Linked DNA regions of Mus musculus: all the other regions are linked to region 3. The links are chromatin contacts, called in public HiChIP or PLAC-seq and promoter capture Hi-C maps. All regions are on one chromosome and are shown on one strand. The core of a region is the stretch at or near the end of the contact, and the rest is flanking DNA. Distances in the headings are between cores, read along the strand shown. Region 1 holds the start of Oprd1 (opioid receptor, delta 1). Region 2 holds the start of Tmem200b (transmembrane protein 200B). Region 3 holds the start of Phactr4 (phosphatase and actin regulator 4). Region 4 holds the start of Smpdl3b (sphingomyelin phosphodiesterase, acid-like 3B).

The links. Promoter capture Hi-C pulls out the DNA fragments that hold promoters and counts their contacts. HiChIP or PLAC-seq counts read pairs in DNA pulled down with a chosen protein or histone mark.
Region 1: an H3K4me3 HiChIP or PLAC-seq map of embryonic stem cells shows a contact between it and region 3, with 7 times the contacts expected there. The contact joins the promoter of Oprd1 here to the promoter of Phactr4 in region 3. A contact is called at or near these places in 2 of 115 datasets of contacts at active chromatin or transcription factors (embryonic stem cells and pancreatic cancer cells).
Region 2: a contact with region 3 is called in a FOXA1 HiChIP or PLAC-seq map of pancreatic cancer cells. The contact joins the promoter of Tmem200b here to the promoter of Phactr4 in region 3. A contact is called at or near these places in 2 of 115 datasets of contacts at active chromatin or transcription factors (pancreatic cancer cells and pro-B cells).
Region 4: a contact with region 3 is called in a promoter capture Hi-C map of neural stem cells. The contact joins the promoter of Smpdl3b here to the promoter of Phactr4 in region 3. A contact is called at or near these places in 6 of 39 promoter capture datasets (the C10 cell line, cranial neural crest, frontonasal cranial neural crest and 3 more).

What each region holds. Positions count from the first base shown.
Region 1 is chr4:132,141,997-132,147,397 of GRCm38.p6, reverse strand. It overlaps Oprd1 (opioid receptor, delta 1), which reads left to right and starts at 2,912. Exons shown (of 3, transcript NM_013622.3): 1 at 2,912-3,239. The coding sequence starts at 3,013.
Region 2 is chr4:131,918,128-131,923,138 of GRCm38.p6, reverse strand. Tmem200b (transmembrane protein 200B) reads right to left here and starts at 1,368. Exons shown (of 1, transcript NM_001201367.1): 1 at 1-1,368. The coding sequence starts at 1,368. The coding sequence ends at 514. Gm12992 (predicted gene 12992) reads left to right here and starts at 3,110. Exons shown (of 5, transcript NR_102393.1): 1 at 3,110-3,371.
Region 3 is chr4:132,419,168-132,424,664 of GRCm38.p6, reverse strand. Phactr4 (phosphatase and actin regulator 4) reads left to right here and starts at 2,219. Exons shown (of 13, transcript NM_001161797.1): 1 at 2,219-2,320.
Region 4 is chr4:132,754,419-132,759,709 of GRCm38.p6, reverse strand. It overlaps Smpdl3b (sphingomyelin phosphodiesterase, acid-like 3B), which reads left to right and starts at 2,539. Exons shown (of 8, transcript NM_133888.2): 1 at 2,539-2,725. The coding sequence starts at 2,665.

The sequences.
Region 1 (5,401 bases), core at 1,663-4,162, 280 kb after region 3:
GAGGTCCTGAGTTCAATTCCCAGCAACCACATGGTGGCTCACAACCATCTGTAATGGAATCTGATGCCCTCTCCTGGTGTGTCTGAAAACAGCTACAGTGTACCAACATACATGAAATAAATAAATATTTTTTAAAAAAGGAAAGAAAAACAAAAAACACCCCCCCCCAAAAAAACCCGACCCTTGGAGGTGTTGAGTGGGAAGGCTCATGAACTCACAAGAAATCAAACATTAGGACGCTCAGCAAACTCACTACAGGCTCTGAGCTTCTTGGTTCAGGTCACAGGAATAGCAGAAAGTTGCTGGGGAGAGGAGACTTTTCAGTGTTGGAGATCCCTGCAAGTTCTGCCTGGGATTTCCCCCTAAACTGTCATCCATGAGTTGGTGGGGCTTTTTGGTGATGAAACCACCTTAGACTTTCACACCCCAGTAGGTAACCCTGCCCCTGTAAGTAAAGCAATAACCAAATCAGACTAGGATAGATTTTATTCTTCGATCCTTGCCCTCTCTATCTGACCAGACAAAGACTTCCCAGGCATGCAACAGCTTGATAGAGAGAACGTTCTGGAACAGCTGGGGACCTTAAAGAAAAGGATGGCTCAGGATCTTGGCTGGAGAATGAGTATAGGAAGAGAGAGCCAGCCATACAACCTCCCTTCATCTGCTATTCTAACAGCACAACTGGTCCATAAGGTGGCCTTGGTTTTTAATTACGTTTATTATTATTATTATTATTATTATTATTATTATTATTATTATTATTATTATTATAAGACAAGGTCTCACTATGCAGGCCTGGCTGGATTGGAACTGGTTATGTAGACTGGGCTGGCTTTGAACTCACAGAGCTCCACTTGTCTCTGTCTCCCGAGTGCTAGGGTTAAAGGTTTATGCCGCCATGCCCCGCTGTTGTTAAATTTTTATTTTATGTGTGTTTACCTGCTTGAATGTCTTTGTACTGTGTGTATGCAGTGTTCATGGAGGCCAGAAGAGGGCATCAGAGCCCCTAGAACCAGAGCACAGACGGTTGTGAATCACCCACCATATGAGTGCTGGGAGCTGAACTCCCGGCCTTTGCAAGAGCACCAAGTACTCTTAGCCACTGAGCCATCTCTCCAGCCCTACTTAAGTTGCTTGTCTTAGTTAGGGATTCTATTGCTGTGATTAGAAAAACAGGATCAAAAGCAACTAGGGAGGAAAGAGTTTCTTTGGCTTACACTTCCACATCACAGCCTGTCCTCTAAGGAACTCCAGGAAGAACTGCAGCAGAAGCCATGGAGGAACACTGCTCACAGGTCTGCTCAACTTGCTTTTTTTACACAACCCAGGATCATCTGCCTAGGGGTGGAACCGCCCATCAATCATCCATCAAGAAAATGGCGCACAGACTTGCCTATCGGTACATTTTTTTTTTTAAAGATTTACTTATTTATTATATGTAAGTACACTGTAGCTGTCTTCAGACACTCCAGAAGAGGGCGTCGGATCTTGTTACAGATGGTTGTGAGCCACCATGTGGTTGCTGGGATTTGAACTCTGGACCTTCAGAAGAGCAGTCGGGTGCTCTTACCCACTGAGCCATCTCACCAGCCCCTATCGGTACATCTTAAGGGGCATTTTCTCAGTTAAGATTCCCTCTTCCCAGGTATGCTTAGTCGAGGAGGAGGGAAACAAACCAATCCAACACAAACACCACGGAGCTCCCTGCTGTGACCCTGGCTGTCTTCAGTCTTTTTGACTTGTAGGACCTTTATATATGTTTTTCTTTTTTCTAGAAGGCTCTTCCTATTTCTTCCCTAAATTAGTCTCCCCCACCTCTAAATCCACACAACACCTTAAGTGTCATTTCTTTTAGGAATATTCTCCTGACCCTACCCTGCCCCGACATTCCTTGAATAGGACTTCATTGTGTTTTTTTAGAATCGATGCATCTCTTCCGGTCTGAGCTGTAAGCTCTTGGGAGCCGGGCCTTTGATTATGCACACCGATGTACCTGGCTCTTCTGTTAGGCGCCCTCAGAGTGAATGTGGAGCTAGTGAACTGGGCGCAGGAAAGTGTGGCTGATAACGGATGTTTGTGGTTTTATTTATCGCTCAAGCAGCCTGCTAGCTCAGAGCAATGAGCCAGACAGGAAAGTTGTGTCTCTAATAACATACACACATCTGTCCAGATAGGTGTGACCTTTTTCAGCTTGATGTAGTGAGATGGTTAGTGACCTTGATTGCGGCTTATGTCTGCCATGTCCGGTGCCAAGCTGTACAGACCCAGGTGGGCTTATTTCCAGTGTCTCCCCTTGAGGTTGTAGCTGATCATATTACTAGTTTTCATCCGGAGCCTTTGGGGGAACTGGACGGTTTTGTTTTTGTTTCTTGGTCAGGAATCACTTGGCAGTTCTAGAAGACACGGCAAGGAGCAGAGCGCACACAGTACACGGGGGTGGTGGTGGTGGTGGTGGTGGTGGTGGTGGTGGTGGTGGAAATCTGAGTTCTTTACTCCGTTGTCTTCATCTCCCCAAAACCCTCTGAAGGCGGCAGGAGATTTTCTTCATCGTGCAGTCACAGAGAATGAACTTGAGAGTGCTTAAGCGGCTCGCTCAAGGTTACTCCCATCGTCCGTGAAGAGGCGGGAGGCGGGATTCGCATCCAGGTTCTTCTGACTCCGAAGTGGCACGGGGGTGGGGCGGGAGGCTGGGCCGGGCTGGGGGCACCTGGAGTCAGCGGAGCCCAGGCAGGGAGCGCGCGCGAGGCCTCTCTGGCCCAGCTCGGAGCCCGGTGGTGCAGCGCCCGCCCCCGATCGCGGGCGCAGACTGGCGGCCGCCTCCGGACCACGTGGTGCGCGCGGCGGCTCGGGGCTCCCCGGGCTTGGGCGAGCACTGCGGGCGGTCGACCGGGCGGAGGAGGCGGGAGCGAGCGCTGCAGCCTGCGGCGTCGGGGCCGTGGCCTCCGTTTTCCGCGCGCCACTCGCTGGGTCCCTGCGCCCAGGGCGCACGGTGGAGACGGACACGGCGGCGCCATGGAGCTGGTGCCCTCTGCCCGTGCGGAGCTGCAGTCCTCGCCCCTCGTCAACCTCTCGGACGCCTTTCCCAGCGCCTTCCCCAGCGCGGGCGCCAATGCGTCGGGGTCGCCGGGAGCCCGTAGTGCCTCGTCCCTCGCCCTAGCCATCGCCATCACCGCGCTCTACTCGGCTGTGTGCGCAGTGGGGCTTCTGGGCAACGTGCTCGTCATGTTTGGCATCGTCCGGTGAGTCAGCCGAGGGCGTCGCGGGGTTTGGTCCCAGGGTCAGAGTGGACTCTACTCTTTGTAGACCAGGATACCCAACCCTGACTCCCCGGGTTCCTGAATGTCCTGCACAGAGGCCAGGTCCTCTGAGATTATGAGGACAAGGCGTGTGTGTGTGTGTGTGTGTGTGTGTGTGTGTGTGCTTGCACTAGCCTAACTACATAACACTTAATCATCCTTGACATCTCTTTGCTTCTGCATCATGGAGGTGGGACAGTTTGGCAACACTTTGTGTGTCTGCCGCGCACGCAGTTTGTGATTGGGCAGTTTGACGGTAGCGTGTGTGTTCGATCCTCTGAAACCTTGCAAGGGTGAGCTGAGGTGCTCTACAAAATACCTTAGGTCTTTGGAGCATACAACAGGGACAGACTGTCTGCTCCGGGCTGTGGGGACACGCCCCAAGTCACATTTAGTAGTCGGTCTTCTGTGGTTGCTGTGTGTGTGCTTGTCCCAAGCCATCAGTTTGTAATTCTGTATGAGACTGAGAGTGTATTTGCATTGTTTCTTGTCAAACCTCTAGGTCATAGGTGATGGAGGCACCCGGGATGACTTTGAACACCAGTCTTTGTGCTGCGTGTTCTCTGATGGAGAGCCCCGTAGTTCCTGTGAACTGGCCATGGGGTTCTCTCTTCCCTTCCCCAGTGGCCATGTGGTCAGGAACTCGGGATATGATTCAGGGCAGATTTATCCTCCTTGAGGCCTGGGCTACAGAATGAACTTAAGGCCAGCTAGAGAAGAGAGAGAGGGAGGGAGGGAGGGAGGGAGGGAGGGAGAGAGAGAGAGAGAGAGAGAGAGAGAGAGAGAGAGAGAGAGAGAGATTATTAGTAAGGGCTTTAGGGGCCACAGACTGTACGCTTAATTGATAGCTTCTGCAGCATGTGTGAATCCTTACATTAGTTTGTAGTGTTCAGTCCCCAGCACACTACACACTGGACATGGTGGTCCCACGGCTGTAATCCCAGTCCTGGGGGGTGTTGAAGCAGAAGGCTCAGAAGTTCAAAGTCATGCTTTGGTTACATAGAGAATTTGAGGCCAGACTAGGATAATGGGCTTGGGGTATAGCTAAATGGCAGGGTACTTGCCTCCAGACAGGCAAGGCTGAGAACTGCCTAAATTAACAAAGCAAAATGTCTCCAACCCATCTGTACCTGTGGGCGCACTGATGTAAGTGAAGCACCCCCTGCAGACCCCAGACCGAGGTAAGGGCTCATAGCAGGCTCCACAATATGCAATAAGCAAACGAGAGGTTTTGCTTTCCTCTCTGTTTGCTGCCAAGGCGCCAGGGGCTGCTGAGATGAGTTTTGAGATTTGGGAGCACTAAGACCCTGTCTTGTTTAGACAGCATGTGTCTCTTGCCTCTGTCCCCTCTCTTGCTCAGATTAGGGGTTCAGATCCTGGACTCTCATCCAGAAGACATTCCATAAAGATGATGGAGTGCAGAGGTAAAGGTCATGGCTGTGGGCCAGGTGGTACCCTGTTTCTATCCCAACTTCAACATGTTGTAACAATGTGGCTTTGGCCAAACAGCTCACCTTCCCCAAGCCTCATTTATCTCATTTGAAAATATACGGTGATTTAGAATAGCCTGTTGGGGCCAGGCAGTGGTGGTGCACGCCTTTAATCCCAGCACTCGGGAGGCAAAGGCAAGCAGATCTCTGTGAGTAGTTCAAGACCAGCCTGGTCTATAGAGTGAGTTCCAGGACAACCAAGGCTACACAGAGAAACCAAACTTCCCCAAGCCCCATTACCCACCTCCCCCCAAAAGCCCCACAATAGTCTGTTGGGAAGATTAAACGGAGGCATGCAGGTAATGGCCTAATAGCAGGCACTGGGAAGCGTCCTAGGCCTTTGGTGTGTGTTGGGGGTCCGGATTAACCAGTACAGCTGCAGCTGCTGCAGGTGTGCGGCGTGGGTAGCTGGGGCCCTGTTGTCTGTAGTTTCCACAGTGGGCCCTGTCTCTGGTCCTGCAAGGGCACACGTTTTGTCAGTCAACAAATATAACAATACTAATTGCTGTTAATCATCGACACACCTGTCCAGCCTCAGGTTTCTTTCTCTTTTTTTTTTTGGCACAGCCTTGACTGTGTTCACGATGTAGAACCAGGCTGGCCTTGAAGTCACCT
Region 2 (5,011 bases), core at 119-2,618, 500 kb after region 3:
GAGCCACTTGACTGAAGGAAGAACAGACCTGAGGTGGTGGCAGTTAGAGTTGCGGTCACTGCCCCAGACAGCTGCAGAGGGTCTCATTCCACCTCATCGCCCACCTTCCCCCGGTGGTCCCATTTCCACCAGGACTACCAACTTAGACGGAGCCTGTCCCAGCCTGGGACATCCCAACCTACCACTGTTGTTTGCCAAGGAACCCTGTGCATCTCACGGTGCTCTTGGCCTACCCTGCAGCCCTTCAGGTGCCGGTCCTGGGCTAAGGCCACATGGGCTGAAGAAATTCCTGAGGCTGAATCATGCTGGTGTCCACATTAACACATGCCCCTGGAGCTCGTTCGGTGCAGCTGGCACTGCTACACATGCAGGTCAGCAGCCTTGGCGGCTGCTGCCACCACAATATCCATCCTAGCCTCGGAGGTGACTGGAGCAGCTATTGGGCACTGGACTTCTGGTGTCCCAGTCCCATGGTCCACACTGGTAGCCTCACAGCAGGTTATACCTTGAACCTCAGACCCGGGCCCCCAAATCTCCGCCTAATTTGGCATAGCCCCCCAAACTGAGTCGGTCCAGCCGTGGCCAGCTTCGGTGGGCACAGTCCCGAGTTGCTGGCGCCCCCAGAAGAAGCTCCCCTAGGCCCAGGTCCAGAGACTTGGAGTGCTCGATGCAGGAACCAGAGGGCTGCACCGTGATGATCACGTGTCCAGTCTGAGTCCGAGGACCCCAGGGTGGTGGCAGCCCCGGGCCCTTCAACGGGTAGCTGTGGAGCAGGGCAGGCAGCCCCGATCGAGGGTTGGCAGGTTCAGAGCGCAGGCTGCGCACCGACGGGACGGGCGAGGGGCCCCTCCTCGGGGCCAGGTCCCAAGTTTCGGGTTCCGCGACGGCGCCCGGGGACCCATGCGCGGGACTGGGCAGCAGCGCGTCCCAGCCTGGGCCGTCGGGCGGCCGCAGCGCCTGAGCCCTCAGCATGCCCCGGCGGAGACGCCGGGTCTCCAGGTCGCGGTTCTCGTAGAGCAATGTGTTGGCACAGATGAACACGAACAGGCCGACGCCCATGATTACCGGTCCCAGCAGCCGCAGGCGCTCGTGCGGCCCGTGCGCGCGGCCGGTCCTCGGGGCGTGGGTGTGGGAGGCGCGGCCGGGCCAGTAGCCGGCCACGGCGATGCCCATGCCCACCAGCACCACGAGCGCGCCCAGCGCCGCGAACGCCCCCGACGGCGAACGCAGCCGCAGCCGAGCCCGCACCCGCAGCGGCTCTGGCGGGGAGCGCGGCCGCCTCCGCCGGCCCAAGCGGCGGCCCAGGCGCGAAACGCGGCCCTCGGGGCTCCTGCGCGCGCCGCCGTCTCCGGGGCTCCCGGCCGTCATCGCGCGGTCGTCCGGGCGCTCTGCGGGGAAGAGCAGAGAGGCAGACACTGACCCGACGGGCCGGGCTCCGGGGGAGGGATGCGCGGGGCCGCCTCGGCCGGCCGCTTGGAGATCCCTGGCGGCCACCCCCGGATTTTCCCGGGGCCGCAAGGCAGGGAGCCGCCCCCGCTCGGGTTTTCCGCAGCGGAGCTGGGAGCCAGCGTTGGCCGGGCCCGCGGGCGGTGCGCAGGGAGGGGGCTGCGGGGCTCGGGTGCAGCCGGGGCTGCGGGGCTCCTGCAGCCTGCGCGCGCTCTGCTCGCCCGCCCGCCCGCCCACCCGCGCGGGCCCCCCTTGCGATCGCGGCCGGGGTAAGTACCTCCCGAGCTCGACCCCACCCCCCGCACGTGGCCGCCCCGAAGTAACCAGGGGAGGGGGTACTCGGATCGCCCGGGGCTGCGGGGCTCGCGCGCGCGCGCCCCACCTCCCCCTTACTGCGCTTTACATACCGCAGCGAGGGCCGGCGGAGGTGTCTCTGACTCCGGCTTCTCCTTGCTCGCCCCCTCCTTGCAGACTTCCTCAGCCGGCACTGGAGCTGCAGCAGGAGAGACTTGAGCTAGACTCTGGGAAAAACCGCTCTGGCCGAGACCAGCCAGTCAGAGCAGAGGAGGCAACGGCGGACTTTGTCCAGGATTCTTCTCCACTCCTCCAGAAGAGGCCTCCCCCTCCCCCCACGGCCGGGCTAGAGCCGGGGCTGGAGGCAGGGGACTGCCAGTGCTGGACGCAGGTCCTCGCCGGACGGACTCTCCTCCTGGATCGCTCGCCGGCCCAGGCAAGGCTGTTCCCAGATTGCGGTGTTTCCGATTCGGGCTCCCGGGGATGAATCATCCCCCTTTCCCGCCGCCTGGCCTCTTTTCCAGCCTCCTCCGCCCGAGGCCTCCGTGGGCCGCGTCCGGGCCAGAACAGCACCGCCCCGGGGTCGGGGCCGCACGCTGGAGCCGCTCCAGGAGGCCTTGTGCCCTGGTCCCGGCGCCGGGAGGCCGCGGGCAGCGGGGTCCGGGCGTCCGGTCTCGGTCCCCGGTGTCCCGGAGAGAAGCGGCAGCGGCGCCCGTCCCGGGCCTAGCACGGAGCGACCCCGGCCCGAGGCCCTGCAGACCCGGCCCGGACCCCTGCACCCCCGCTGCGCCCCGGGCCGGCTGCAGGAAGGGCGCGGGATGGCTGAGCCCCGCCCCGGACCCCGCGACCCGCCTCCGCCCGCGCCCTCGACGGAGAGGCGCCCGGCCGGCCCCGCCGACGGCCCCGCTCGCTCCGCCGGGCGCGCGGCCAGTTTCCATGATGCGGACTCGGCCCGGGAGCCCCCGCCTGGGATTGATTAGCCCGCGGCCCGTACTAATGAGAGCCGGCTGCGCGCGCGGCCCTCGCCCCTCTGGCCCCGGAGACCGGCATCCCCCGGCCGCAGAGCCTCCCAAGTGGATCTGGAGAAGGCACCCCTGCCCCACAGACGCTGAGCCCTCCCGTTCCCTCTGCTCTCCAGGGCTGACGCCTGAGGCATCTGCCTGTGTTGACTTCCTACTCACTCGCCCGCCGCCCGGGCGGGTGTGTGGATCCCCTGTCTTCCGGGTGTCCCTCCCACAACTGAGACCACAAGCCCAGGGCACAAGCTTCACTCTCAGCTGCCTGGGACTCCTGATCGGTCCCAGAACCCAAACCTCCACTGGCGAGGTCCACACTCACCTCCAGAGCACACTTAGGCCCCAGCTCTCCTCTTCATCTAGAACCAGCCGGTTCTTTCCTGTAGCCACTGTCCTCTTCGGGCAACTCCATCTCTTAAAGTCCCTGCAGTCTGCCCGCCGCCTGTCCCTGCCAACTGGTCTGCAAACGTCACAGAGCACCGTCCCAAATGTGCATCTGCCCCTTGCTGAAAACCCTCTTTGGCTCCCTGGTGCTGTCCGAATGGTTTCAGAGCCGGTGTGGTTTGAGCATGCTCCAGACCTTCTCACCTGGCCCGTGTGGCTGAAGCTGCCTAGGTCCCCAGTCCCTCTGAACTCTGGCCCCCAAGGCTTATCCAGTTTCTGGCTTTTCTCTCAGGAACACGGATTCCCCTTTGCACCTCGTGCTCCTCCAGAGCCCTGGGCCAGGTCTTCCCTCCCGTGCCCCCTCTGCACACAGCTGAGCTGACAATGCTCTTGGGGATTGACCTGTTTGGGGGGGGGGGGGGTTGCTGGCCGGCATTGAGGTCTGAGGCCCAAGGCTGGTTCTGACTTGCTCCTTTCTAGAGCCTTGTGCTCAAGGGAATGTGTGCCCTAGCTGGCCCTCCATGCTAGAGAGACATATATACGTGAGGCCTATGACTTCCTTCACCCCCCTCCTCTCCTCCACCCTGGGCCCGGGAGGAGGAAGGAAGGAGATGGGTGGGAGAGGAGAGCACACCTAAGCTCACCAGGGCTCAGTTTCCCTATCTTTATAAGAACAAATAGCACCACAGTGTGTTCTCAGAGCTGAAATGCTCGCACACATGTTGAACACCTGGAGCAAAGTGCTCGACATCAGCCTGCCTGTCCTCTGACTACTGCCTCAGGCATTGGGCTGAGCTGTGAGGGGGGTGGTGACTACAGGTCCCTTTCCCAGGTAGAACCCTGGCTCTGGTTCTCTCTGAGAGCTCAGAGAAAGTGTAACAAGCAGGAAGATAGGAAACCAGGACGGGGAGGCAGGCCTCCCTTCCCACAGGCCTCCCCTGCAGAGGGACCTCCCAGGCTGGGGGCTGGGGGTGGGGGTTCATCCTGTCTCTGCAGATGTGTGGCTGGCCAGAGGCCTCTGGGTGGTGACAGTGATAATCCCCAGGCAGTCTGGACCTGATTTGATTCTGCCCTGGCCTCTGTGTGACCTAGACACCCGCTTTCCCTTCTGAACTGGGAGGAGCCTGAATGGATGGGGGTAGAAGCCAGAAATGTGACACCGTCACCCCAGGCCATCCTGGAGAAGAGTGCACGCCCGCGCGCGCGCACACACACAGGAAAAAAAACGAGAAGACAAGCGGGCACAGCCCTACCATGTGCAGGGTCTGGAATCCTCATCTTCTCTTTAAACCAGGAGGGCGTGTGCAGCCCGAGCCATCTCTAGAGGAGACAGCTGGCGGCAGTGTGCTCTGTACACCCCTGTCCCTAGTGACTTTAACCTAGAGGTGTATCAGCTCGGTCAGCTAAGACTTTAGAGTTGTCCAAAGGACAGAGTGTGGTCCTGCTCCATCCTAGCAGAATGGTAGAGCCGGACTGGGAGCAGTTGAGTGTGAGCCCTGTTTCACAAGATGAACCCAGACTCCCAAGGCTCTATTTCCTGAAGGCTGAGTCCCAGAGAGGAGGAGTTCCTTGCCCCAGGTGGCCCTGCCAGTACCTGGCAATGTTGGGATTCAGGACTCTGAACTAATCCCACCCACCAAGAGCTCAGGTCCTTAGAGAGTAGTGGCTGTAGCTCGCTGAATCCATGCTCGCTCTGGAAGCTCTACTCTGGGTGATGCTGGGCTCTTTCTAGGTGTCCTTGGGCTGCTGACAGGAAAATTTAATGTGGATTCTGTGACTCTCTAGAGCCTAGAGCGGAGAAGGCAGAACTTGGTGACCCTGGAGCCCCTGAGGGAACAAGGCCCTTGTGACAATAGAGTCGTCTCCCCAAG
Region 3 (5,497 bases), core at 970-3,469:
GGCACATGGCTTTCATCCCAGCACTTAGGACAGGGGCAGATGAATCTTTATGTTCCAGGCCAGCCTGGTCTACAGAGTGAGTTCAAGGATAGCCAGAGCTACACACAGAGAAATCCTGAATAATTGAAAATTCACACACACACACACACACACACACACACACACCATTTATTTATTTATTTATTTATTTATTTATTTATTTATTTATACTATGACTTAAACCTTGAACATCTTGTGTGCAAGGCAAGCATCCTACCACTGAGTTACTTCCCTAGTCTCTGGGTTATCTTTTTTTTTTTTTTTTTTTTAAAGATTTATTTATTTCATGTATGTGGGTACACTGTTGCTGTCTTCAGACACACCAGAAGAGGGCATTGGATCCCCATTACAGATGGTTGTGAGTCACCATGTGCTTGCTGAGAATTGAACTCAGGACCTCTGGAAGAGCAGTCGGTGCTCTTAACTGCTGAGCCATCTCTCCAGGTTATCTTTTAACTGAGATAGTTTTGTTGTATATTCCATACTGGTCTTTTGTTGATTATATGCTTTGCAACTATGTTAATCCTGCTCTAGAACTTGTCTTTTCATCTTATTTTATCTATTTTAGAAGGGCAAGCAGAGTTCACTGAGAATTAATGAAAGAGCTCCTTGAAGCTGAAAAGGAACCTGCAAATGACTTGAATTTACCTTTTTGTTCTTTTTTTTTTTAAGATTTATTTATTTATTGTATATGCGTACATTGTAGCTAAACAGATGGTTGTGAGCCATCATGTAGTTGCTGAGATTTGAACTCAGGACCTTTGGAAGAGCAGTCTGCACTCTTAACCGCTGAGCCATCTCACCAGCCTACATTGTTACTTTTTAAATATTTATTTTTTATTAATTCCAGTTGTGTGTAGGTGAGTATTTGCATGCAGTATGTGCACATGAGTGCAAGTGCTCACATAGCCAGAGGTTCACAACCCTTGGAGCTGTAGTTAGAGTTGTGAGCTACCTGATATATAGTGCTGGGAACAGAACTCAGCCCCTTTAAAGAACAGCAAGTTCTTAACCACTGAGCCATCTCTCCAGCCATTATTATTATTGTTGTTGTTGTCATCGTCGTTGTCACTGTTGTTATTATTATATTACCAGACAGCAGCTGGCTGGCCTGCATTGGTTTTTGTTGGGTTTGTTTGTTTTGAGACAGGGTCTCACTATGTAATTCTGGTTGGCTTGGCCTGGAACTTTGTAGATCAAACTGATTTTGAACTCAGCAATAATCCAACCCTTGTCTCCAGAGCATTTAGGAATACTGGTGTGTGACACCACAACTGGGTTGTAATTTATTGCTTTTTTTTTTTTTTTTTTTTTTTGGTTTTTTGAGACAGGGTTTCTCTATATAGCCCTGGCTGTCCTGGAACTCACTTTGTAGACCAGGCTGGCCTCGAACTCAGAAATCCACCTGTCTCTGCCTCCCAAATGCTGGGATTAAAGGCATGCACCACCACTGCCCGGCGTATTGATATTTTTAATGTTATAGATTGCGTATTTGAAAGGTATAAGTTTTTCTATGTTTCCCTCTGTATGTATCGTATGTATACTTTTCCGTCTAAGATGGGTGTAACCCATGGGTTTGGCATTTAAAAAGATCCTCCAGCAGTGGCAAGAAGGGGGTCTGGAGGGTGATATAGCCCTGGAGGTTGGAATGAGTGCCACTTAGAAACAGATGGTGGCTTCTACTAGGTAATCGTTAGTGGGAAAAAAATTTAGTTGGGAGGGGGGGGGTGTAGAATGTCTGCGCTTAATAGGCTGGGTTCTGTACTTTCACAAAACACCGCGGGTAACTTGTTTGTAAGTTTTTTGCACTTAAAACTGGTTATCAATAGTTTGAAACAAACTGGACTTCTTTTGTAGAGCACAACACACACATCCTTTCTTGGGCATCGCCGGGAGAGTCTGTTCCCGAACGTGTCCTCCCAAGTCCCGAGACCTTCCCCTTGCTCAGAACTGGGCAAGGTGCCCAAATCCGTTTATATGCAGTGCACCGGACTCTGGCGGCGCATGCCCAGATCGGCAGAGTAGGGGTCAGGCGCCTCGCAGCGGAGGGCCGGCAGTTCCCGCCATTTTGTCCCGCTCGCCACACCGCTGGCCACTGCAGTGGACTACAAGTCCCGTGAGGCTCCGCGGCGGCACTTCCTACCCTCCTCACTGTCCGGCCCGCTCCCTCCGCCCCCCCTCCCCTGGGGCCGAAGGCTCTGGCTGGAGCCAGGCGGCCAGAGACCAGGTAGGATTTCCGGGAGAAAGTGCTGGGGAACCCGAGGAGGCAGCGGCGACTTGGGTAAGTTCCCCAAACTTGGGAAAGTGAGCACCTCCCGCGCGCGCGCAGCAGCGGCAGGCTCGGCTCGACTAGGGGTCGCGGGCCGAGCCTGGGTGGGGGGTTAACGGCGCCCGCGGCGGTCAGTGCAGCCAGGGCGTGGCGGGCGGTAGCCTCCTCCCTCCTCGGCCCTCCCACAACGGTCCCGCGGCGGTGTCCCCGCCTGTGGCCGGCCGGCGCACACTCGCGCTCTCCGCCCCCCAGCCTCCGCGGGGCCCTTTTGTCTGCGCCGCTTTTCCCCCTTTTGTGGCAGTGCACGGAGTCGCGGTCTCCAGGGGAGCCCGCACGTCCTGCTGGGGACTGCGCCCTGGGGATCTGGTTACTGTAACTGGATCGGGTCAAAGTCCATCTTTCAAAAGTGACCTCCCTCAGACCTCTGCATCCTGGCTGAGCAGAGAAGAGACTTAGGAGTCTGGCATAGTTTCAGTGGAAACCTGGAAGTTATTGTCCAACTTCTTTCTTAAATGTCAGCCTCCGGTAGCTAGGGATCAAAACTCAAGGCGCTAAGGCGCTTTTCTCCTCCAGTGGATGGAGTCTAAGAAAAAGAAGTGAGACTTGGAGCCTCAATCCCGGAAACCGAGAAAGAGTGGAAATTTGCTGCGATACGTGTGGCAGCTGGGATGGAGGGGTTGGGTGATTGTGGAGTGTGTGTGTGTGTGGGGGGGGGGGGGGGGTGCGGCGGCGGCCGCAAAGAACTCAAGCGAATCATTGCCTCGGAAACCTGAAAATTGGAGCAGAGTGATTACCAGGACATCATTCATTGCCTGCAGTCTTCGGCACTTCATTTTCCCACGCTGCTCCTCGACTCTCCAGAATACATCCCTTTCTCTTTTTTTAAACAACAACTCCACAAAGAAAAACTCAGCTCACTGAAAGCACCTGCTTTGTAGAAAAACCTAGATACCCAGTAGATTCTAGAAAGCATTAAAAAAAAAAAGGTTGAAAAAAAAAAGGCGATAAAATATGTATTTACTGGACACCGATGAATTGTGTGGATTTGATCCAGTTTGGTTAGATAGTGGTAACTGTATGTTCCGTCGAAGAACGAATCTTGAGACTTAGCATAGGGGTAAAGCTTTTATAAAGGCCAAGGTAGAGATCCTTTGAAAAATCGATTAGTATTTCAAATTCCTTGAGTGAAGACAGTTGGGACTCCTTTGAGTCAGGAAAGGTGTTTTGAGACGAAATTTCCACCCTAGACATGTAGGCAAAGCCTTCATTATTCTGACATTTCATAATGGAAATGACTTTGAGACTCTTAGGTTGTGTTAATGTATCAAGGTGGTAGATCTTTAATACAGGCTGTCAGTTGTCTATCCTAGTTGGAGTGGCACATCCCTGTAACCCCAATACTCTTGCGGCTATGGCAGGAGGGGGAGCATGAATTCAAGACCAGCTAGGTCTATGTAGACCTATTGTAGACATGATCTATTGAGACCTTGTCTCAAAAAAAGAAAGTTTCTTGAATGTGTCTGGGAGGGTGGGAAGTGGGGACAGTACAGCGGTGGCTTTAGAGAACTCTGTGGAGTTGGTTCTCCTACTTTCATGTGGGTTCCTGGAACAGAGCTCAGATGGCCAGGCACGCACGGCAAGAGCCTTTACCATCTGAGTCATTTTGCTAGCCCACAATTTTTTTTTTTTCTGTTTTTTTGTTGTGCTGGGAATAGAATCCAGGGTTTTGACCATGTGCAGCACGTGCCTCTAGCCCCAGCTATTCTTCAGTCACTGGGAATAGGCATTTATTTATTTCCTTGAGATTGGGTCACTCTGGGCTTGGGCTTTCCACCTGCCTTTGCCTTTCCAAGTGGTAAGATTATTTTGGTGGCACCACCGCACCTACCTCTTAAGCTGTGAATTTCTAGCAGGATCACTACATTCTGGCTTATTTACTCAAACAGGATAGTGGTGTCCATGTTATTTTTGAAAGTTGTATATGTTGTATAAATCTTATTAATACACATTGTGTAACTATTACAATCCTCACCACAATTACGTGAGGTATTGGTTCTCACTTTACAGCTGATGCGGCCTTGCCTCTAAAATGTTAAGTAACTGGCCCAAAGCCATTCCATTAGCCTAGGTAGGAAAGCTGAACCAAAGAGCAAACCTAGGGCTTTCTGTTTCCTCAGATTTAGTGCAGCTACCAATCATATGTCCACAAACTGCTTTAATTTGCTGAGATCTGAATATAAGAGAAAAATTATGGAAATATTTTCCATTCCAAACAAACTGATTCATAAGGAACTGAAATTCATAGAACCATGAAGTCTTTTCTATAATATTGCTGCCTTCACTCTGGCTTGCTTATCCTGTGTCTAGGCAGAATAGCACTTTTATGGGGCCTTGGGGACAAAAGGGTGATGAGTTACTAAGTTGTGGTTTTAAGCTTTTATTAAAAGGTGGTTACATTTGAGGCCAGCCTGGTCTTCATAACAAGTTTTAGGTCAGCCAGAGCTACACAATAAGACCATGTTTTGTAAAAAAAAAAAAAAAAAAAAAAAAAAGGACAGAAGATGATTAAAGGTTTGCTAAAAATTATGTAAGAGAAGTAGGTAAGGCAGCGTTGGCTCGGAGACCTAACTCTGAAAACGACTCAGACGCATGTACTTTTTTAGAGTATGCGGAGTTAAAAACTTTTGGTCAGACTTAACCTGCAGTTCAGTTTGGGTTTTCTGTCAGTACACGCCACGAACGTGACATCAGAAACAGCAGCCTATTTCAGCTCTTGTACTAAATTGTGAAGTAAAATGCATAACATTCCAGTGGAATTGAGTCAGTGCAATTAGTCTGTGTTCTCTCTGTTAGTTTTCTCTTTGGGGGATAGGATTGAAATGGAGGTTGTACATAGCCCAGGCTACCCTCCGCTTCACTGCTGCCTCCGCCTCCTCAGTGCTAGCCTGGAAACTAGTTTAGCCTTTACACTAATGGATGCGCTTCAGCGCTGTCTTGCTTTGGTACTGTAGTGAGGGCTTATTCCCCACTCCTCTCTTCAAATGTCAGCCTGTTTTATTTGCAGATCCATCTTCTTACCCATTCAGCCATGAGTGAAAGTTAATGCTTTAGGTCCCGAGGTCAGAGCAGTGAAACTATTTTCACCTCTGGAGGGTTGCAGACCTTACAGACTGATTCCAAGTTGGGGTA
Region 4 (5,291 bases), core at 1,290-3,789, 330 kb before region 3:
TTTAAATGTGTAAGAAATCAAACCGTAGGATCAGAACCTCTAGCAGTTGCGATGCAGTCTCATTGACCAAATCTGACTGTACCGAGGTTTGGTACCTTTAAGGTTTGGTTCTGTGCCATAGTAATACCTGCAGACACCCCACAACACATGAGCACCCTGAACATAGATTTCCGAGATTCCAGGAATGGGAACCAATACATTTCTGCTCTTTACAACTATCCAGTCCCAGGTCTTATGTTAAAGTAACAGAAAATGGGCCAAGACAACTTCTGTACCTCAGACACCGTGCCCTTTTCTTCCCGTGTTCATCCTTCGGAGATGCAAATTGGGCTGTCTGTTTTTTCTTCTCTTTTTTAAGATTTATTGGGCTGGAGAGATGGCTCAGTGGTTAAGAGCACTGACTGCTCTTTCAAAGGTCCTGAGTTCAATTCCCAGCAACCACATGGTGGCTCACAACCATCTGTAATGGGATCCAATGCCCTCTTCTGGTGTGTCTGGAGAAATAAATAAATAAATAAATAAGAAGGGGCTGGTGAGATGGCTCAGTGGGTTAGAGCACCCGACTGCTCTTCCGAAGGTCCAGCGTTCAAATCCCAGCAACCATATGGTGGCTCACAACCATCCGTAACGAGATCTGACTCCCTCTTCTGGAGTGTCTGAAGACAGCTACAATGTACTTACATATAAAAAATAAAATAAAATAAAATAAATAAATAAGAAGAAAGAAGGAGAAGGAGGAGGAGGAGGAGAAGGAGGAGGAGGGGATGCTGGAGAGATGGCTCCACGGTTGTTAAGAGCCCTGGGTACTCATCCAAAGGACCCAGGTTCAATTCACAGCATCCAAACAGCAGCTCACAACTGTTGGTAACCCCTGTTCCAGAGGATCAGCCACCCTCACACAGACATACATTCAGGCAAAACACCAATGCACATAAAATAAAAATAAATTAAAAAAAAAAGATTTATTTAGGCTGGGCGTGATGGTGCACAGGAGGCAATCCCAGCACTCAGGGTACTCAGGAGGCAAAGGCAGGCAGATCTCTGTGATTTCCAGGCCAGCCTGGTCTATGGATCGAGTTTCAGGACAGTCACCCTGCTACAGAGAAACCCTGTCTTTAAAAAAGGAAAAGAAGAAGAAAAGAAAAAAATCATGTTTTATATATATGAGTATTTTCCATATATATATATGCATATATATACATACACACACACATATATATGCATGCATATATAATATATATATATATGCATGCACTATGGCACTGTGTGTGTAGTGGCACTGAATGCCCTGGAACTGGAGTTAAAGACCGCCTTTACCCTCTATGTAGTTGATGGAAACCAAACCTGAGTCCTCTGCAAGAGCAGCCAGTGTTCTTAACTGCTGAGCCATCTCTCCAGCCTCAACTTTGCCTCTGATCCTCTTCTTGGCTTCCCAAAGCTCCCAGCTCAAACATCTAAGCACAGCCTGGCTCCTGCCTGCTTCAGAGCCTCAGAAGCCCCCATCACTCTTTGCAAAACTCTTCCCCCTCCACTCTTCCTCCTGCCTCACTAACGCTCCTCTCCCACCTCCCACACAACCTGTTTTCTCCTGTGTTCATCAAGTTCAAGCTGGTTAGGCGTGGGAGTGTGGCGGTGAGCTAGACAGTTTGCCTTGCTTGAGTGAAGATCTGGGTTTCATCCCTGTACGGACAACAACAGGAGCAAAAAAACAAAAAGAACAAATAGAAATAAATAAACCACAAAAAGACAAAGCCCAAACCATCCCTAACTGCAAGGGAAAAAAAAAATCAAAACAAAGGGAGTAAGTTTATGTCATCTCCTTCCAGAAACCTCTCATCGCCTTCCTCAGACTTGAGTCACAGCTCTCTCTGTCTTCTCAGGTTAGGTAACTTGCTAAGGAGTGATTCAGCCCTCAGGCTCTCAAGGCATGTTCAGGGGGACAACACCATCTTATCTCCCTTTTGCCCAGTTTCTAGTAGTCCTCATCTCCTGGCACGATCAGCAAATAACTCTGTTTGTTGTTTGTTTGTAATATCGTTTCAGGTAGCCCAGACTGGCCCCAAAGTCATCAAAGTAGCCTAGGATGGCCTTGAACTCCTAATCCTCCTGCCTCAAGAGTGCCAGGGCTATCCTTGAGAGAGGGCTTGCACATCTGGTTTTAAGGCTAGCTTTTAAGGCTCTTTGGTTGCCACAGGTAGCTAATTCATTCATCCATCCGTGTTGCAGCTCTGCAAGGAGAAGACAGTAAGTCGATGGTGCTTCCTGCATTTTCTGGAGGCTGACTGAACCGAAATGCCTTCAATTCGACTAGAAAACTTTAAAGCGTACCTCGAAGATCCTATCATTTTGCTCCTAAGTACTTATGAATTTCTTTCGAAAAGTCGGGGAACTCCAACACAGCACCTTGCAACACAGATGCGGTTTCCACAGAGACCTACAAGCTATTCCAGCGCTCACTGGTGCGTCCCTCCTCCAATCAAGCGCACGCCCTGCTGGGCAAGAGAGGGAAAAGCAAGAGCAGCCATCCGCCAAGGATAACTTGGAACACTGGAAGCAGCCAAACGAGTAGTTCTGCCCAGACACGTGGCTGGCCACAAGGTGGGAACCCGCGGCGCAGACGGACTTGGAGGAGCTTCGGCCGCCCGCCGTGGGGGGATCCAGAGGATGACGCTGCTCGGGTGGCTGATATTCCTGGCCCCCTGGGGAGTCGCAGGGGCTCAACTAGGTAGGGCTGCGGGGGAAACCTGCTTGATTTTTGTTTCGTTCTAGGAACTGGGGCTGGGGTCTGTGCTGCCGGGAACCGTTCACAGATCGTGGCTTTAAAAGGAAAGTAGATTAGAGGTTGAAGCGCAGAGACTTAGCCATCAAGGCTGTTTGTGTGTGTAGCTCAGTTGGGAGACAGAGTTCAACGGCAGTCTAGGATGCATGAAACATTGTTCCAAAAGCAAAACCAAACCAAAAAGTGCTCAAGAGGATTTTAAGTGCCAGGGGCAGGACACAGACTTTGCCAGGGGGACAAGGATCTAGTACATGAAAGCTAGACACTGAGAGGGAGCCGGTGGTCGGGAAGATTCGCGAACTCAATCAGGACACTCAGATAGAAGGCTCTGAGGTACAGTGGTTGTTCAAATGAGCGCGTTCCATCTCTGGGACTCCAGAAAAGAAACACAAAACATTGCCACCGAGAGGTCCAGTTCCCCAAACCCATACGGTGGAAGGAGAAAATCTTATTTCTGCAATTTGTCTTCTGTGGTGTCTGTCCACCCAATAGATAAATGTAAAAGAAAACAAAACCAAACCTCAAACAAACATAAACACAAAAGCATTAGTTAGAAGCCCATCTCTGTACCCTGGATGAGTGTAGGAACCAGGAAGACAGAAAGAAACCAGGAAAAAAAAAAATCAGGACTTAAAGGAAGAAACATTCCCTCAGCTGGGATGACACGATAATCACAGTAATCCAGGTTTTGTTTTTGATTTTTAAAGGCATAGTATTCCAAGGTGACCTTGAAGGGGTTTTTTTTTTTCCCTTGAGATAATGGTCTAACTGTGTAGCCCTGGCTAGCCTAGAACTTACAATGTAGATCAATCTGGCTTTGTACTCAAAGATCCACTAGCTTCTGTCTCTCAAGTGTTGGGATTGAAGATTTGCGCTATCACACCAGTCAAAAGTTACACTTGCTTTTTGAATTACAACTCAGAAATAGGAGGTAGATGTAGTCCAGAAGATCTGTAAGCCACTGCCTAAGAAAGTTTATTGTTTTTACCTGTGTGAGTGTTTTGCCTGCATGTATGCACATGTGTGCCTGCTGCCCCATGGAGGCCAGAAGAGGCCATCAGATTCTCTGGGTCTGGAGTTAAAGACAGTTGTTGGTGCTGGGGAATTGAACCTGGGTCCTCTGTGAAAGCAGCCAGTGCACTTAACCACTGAGCTATCTCTCCAACCCCTGTGCACATGATATATTTTACATAATATCATCGCAACAGCTTAGCTTGTGAAGTATCTTTAATGTCCGTTTTACCCAGAAAAACTGACCTTGAGAGAGTAACTAGCCCAGGGTTACACAGCTGCTGAGTCTGGCCTGAAGCAGGCTGTCCAGCTGTGCTCCGTGTATAATCCGGCACTTTGCCGGAGTAGCCCACTAAGGAAGGCCAGAGGCAATTAACAATTGTTGAGCACTTTCAGTGACCCTAGACTTGGCATTAGGTTCTTGGAAAACTGTCTCTTTAAAACTTATTTGAAAATGAAAAAAATAAAAGTCTTGATCATATATATATACACACACACACACACACACACACACACACACATATATATCATGCCTACACACACACTGTGCGGAGATCAGAGGAGAACTTGCTTGGAGGAGATAGTTCTCTCCTTCCACCTCGTGCGTGACTCATGGGTCCTAGGGATGAAACTCAGGTCATCAGACTTGGTGGCAGTTCCTTCACTGCTGGGCCACCTGGCTGTGCAGGTTATTGAATCTCAGGGAGCTCCCTGTGTTGCTCAGGTTTACCTTGAACCTCTGAGCTCAAGTGAGCCTCCAAGAACCTCCTTAGTAGCCAGCACCACCGGCCCACACCACACCTGGATGTTCCCAGGAGACTGGGTACTGTTACCACCATATTCATTTCACAAGAAGCTTGAGGGACACAACGCCTGTCTGCAACCCCGTAGTCAGGGCGAACGTTGCTTATTTGCTGTAAGCCAAATGCCCTTCCGCGCTTTCCCTGGAACTGTGGACTGAATTTTTTTTTTTAAGACTATCTTCTATTTTCTTCACATTGGCTGGAATACACACATGTATAACTTTAAAACAGAAAGTAGATTTAAAAGAGAATTTCAGTGCTGGAGAGATGGCTCAGTAGTTAAGAGCACTGACTGCTCTTCTGATGGTCCTGAGTTCAAATCCCAGCAACCACATGGTGCCTCACAACCATCCGTAATGAGATCTGATGCCCTCTTCTGGTGCATCTGGACTCAGCTACAGTGTACTTAGATATAATAATAAATAAATCTTAAAAAAAAAAAAAAAGGAATTCCAGGGCTGGAGAGATGGCTTAGTGATTAAGAGTACTAACTGCTCTTCCGAAGGTCCTGAGTTTAATTCCCAGCAACCACATGGTGGCTCACAACCATCGGTAGTGGGGTCTGGTGCCCTCTTCTGGTGTGTTACAGTGTACTCACATATAATAAATAAATCTCAAAAAAAAAAAAATTCCAGGAGCTGGATGGCTCAGTGGTTAAGAGCACCCATGTTGAGAGGCTCACAATTGCCTGTTAACTC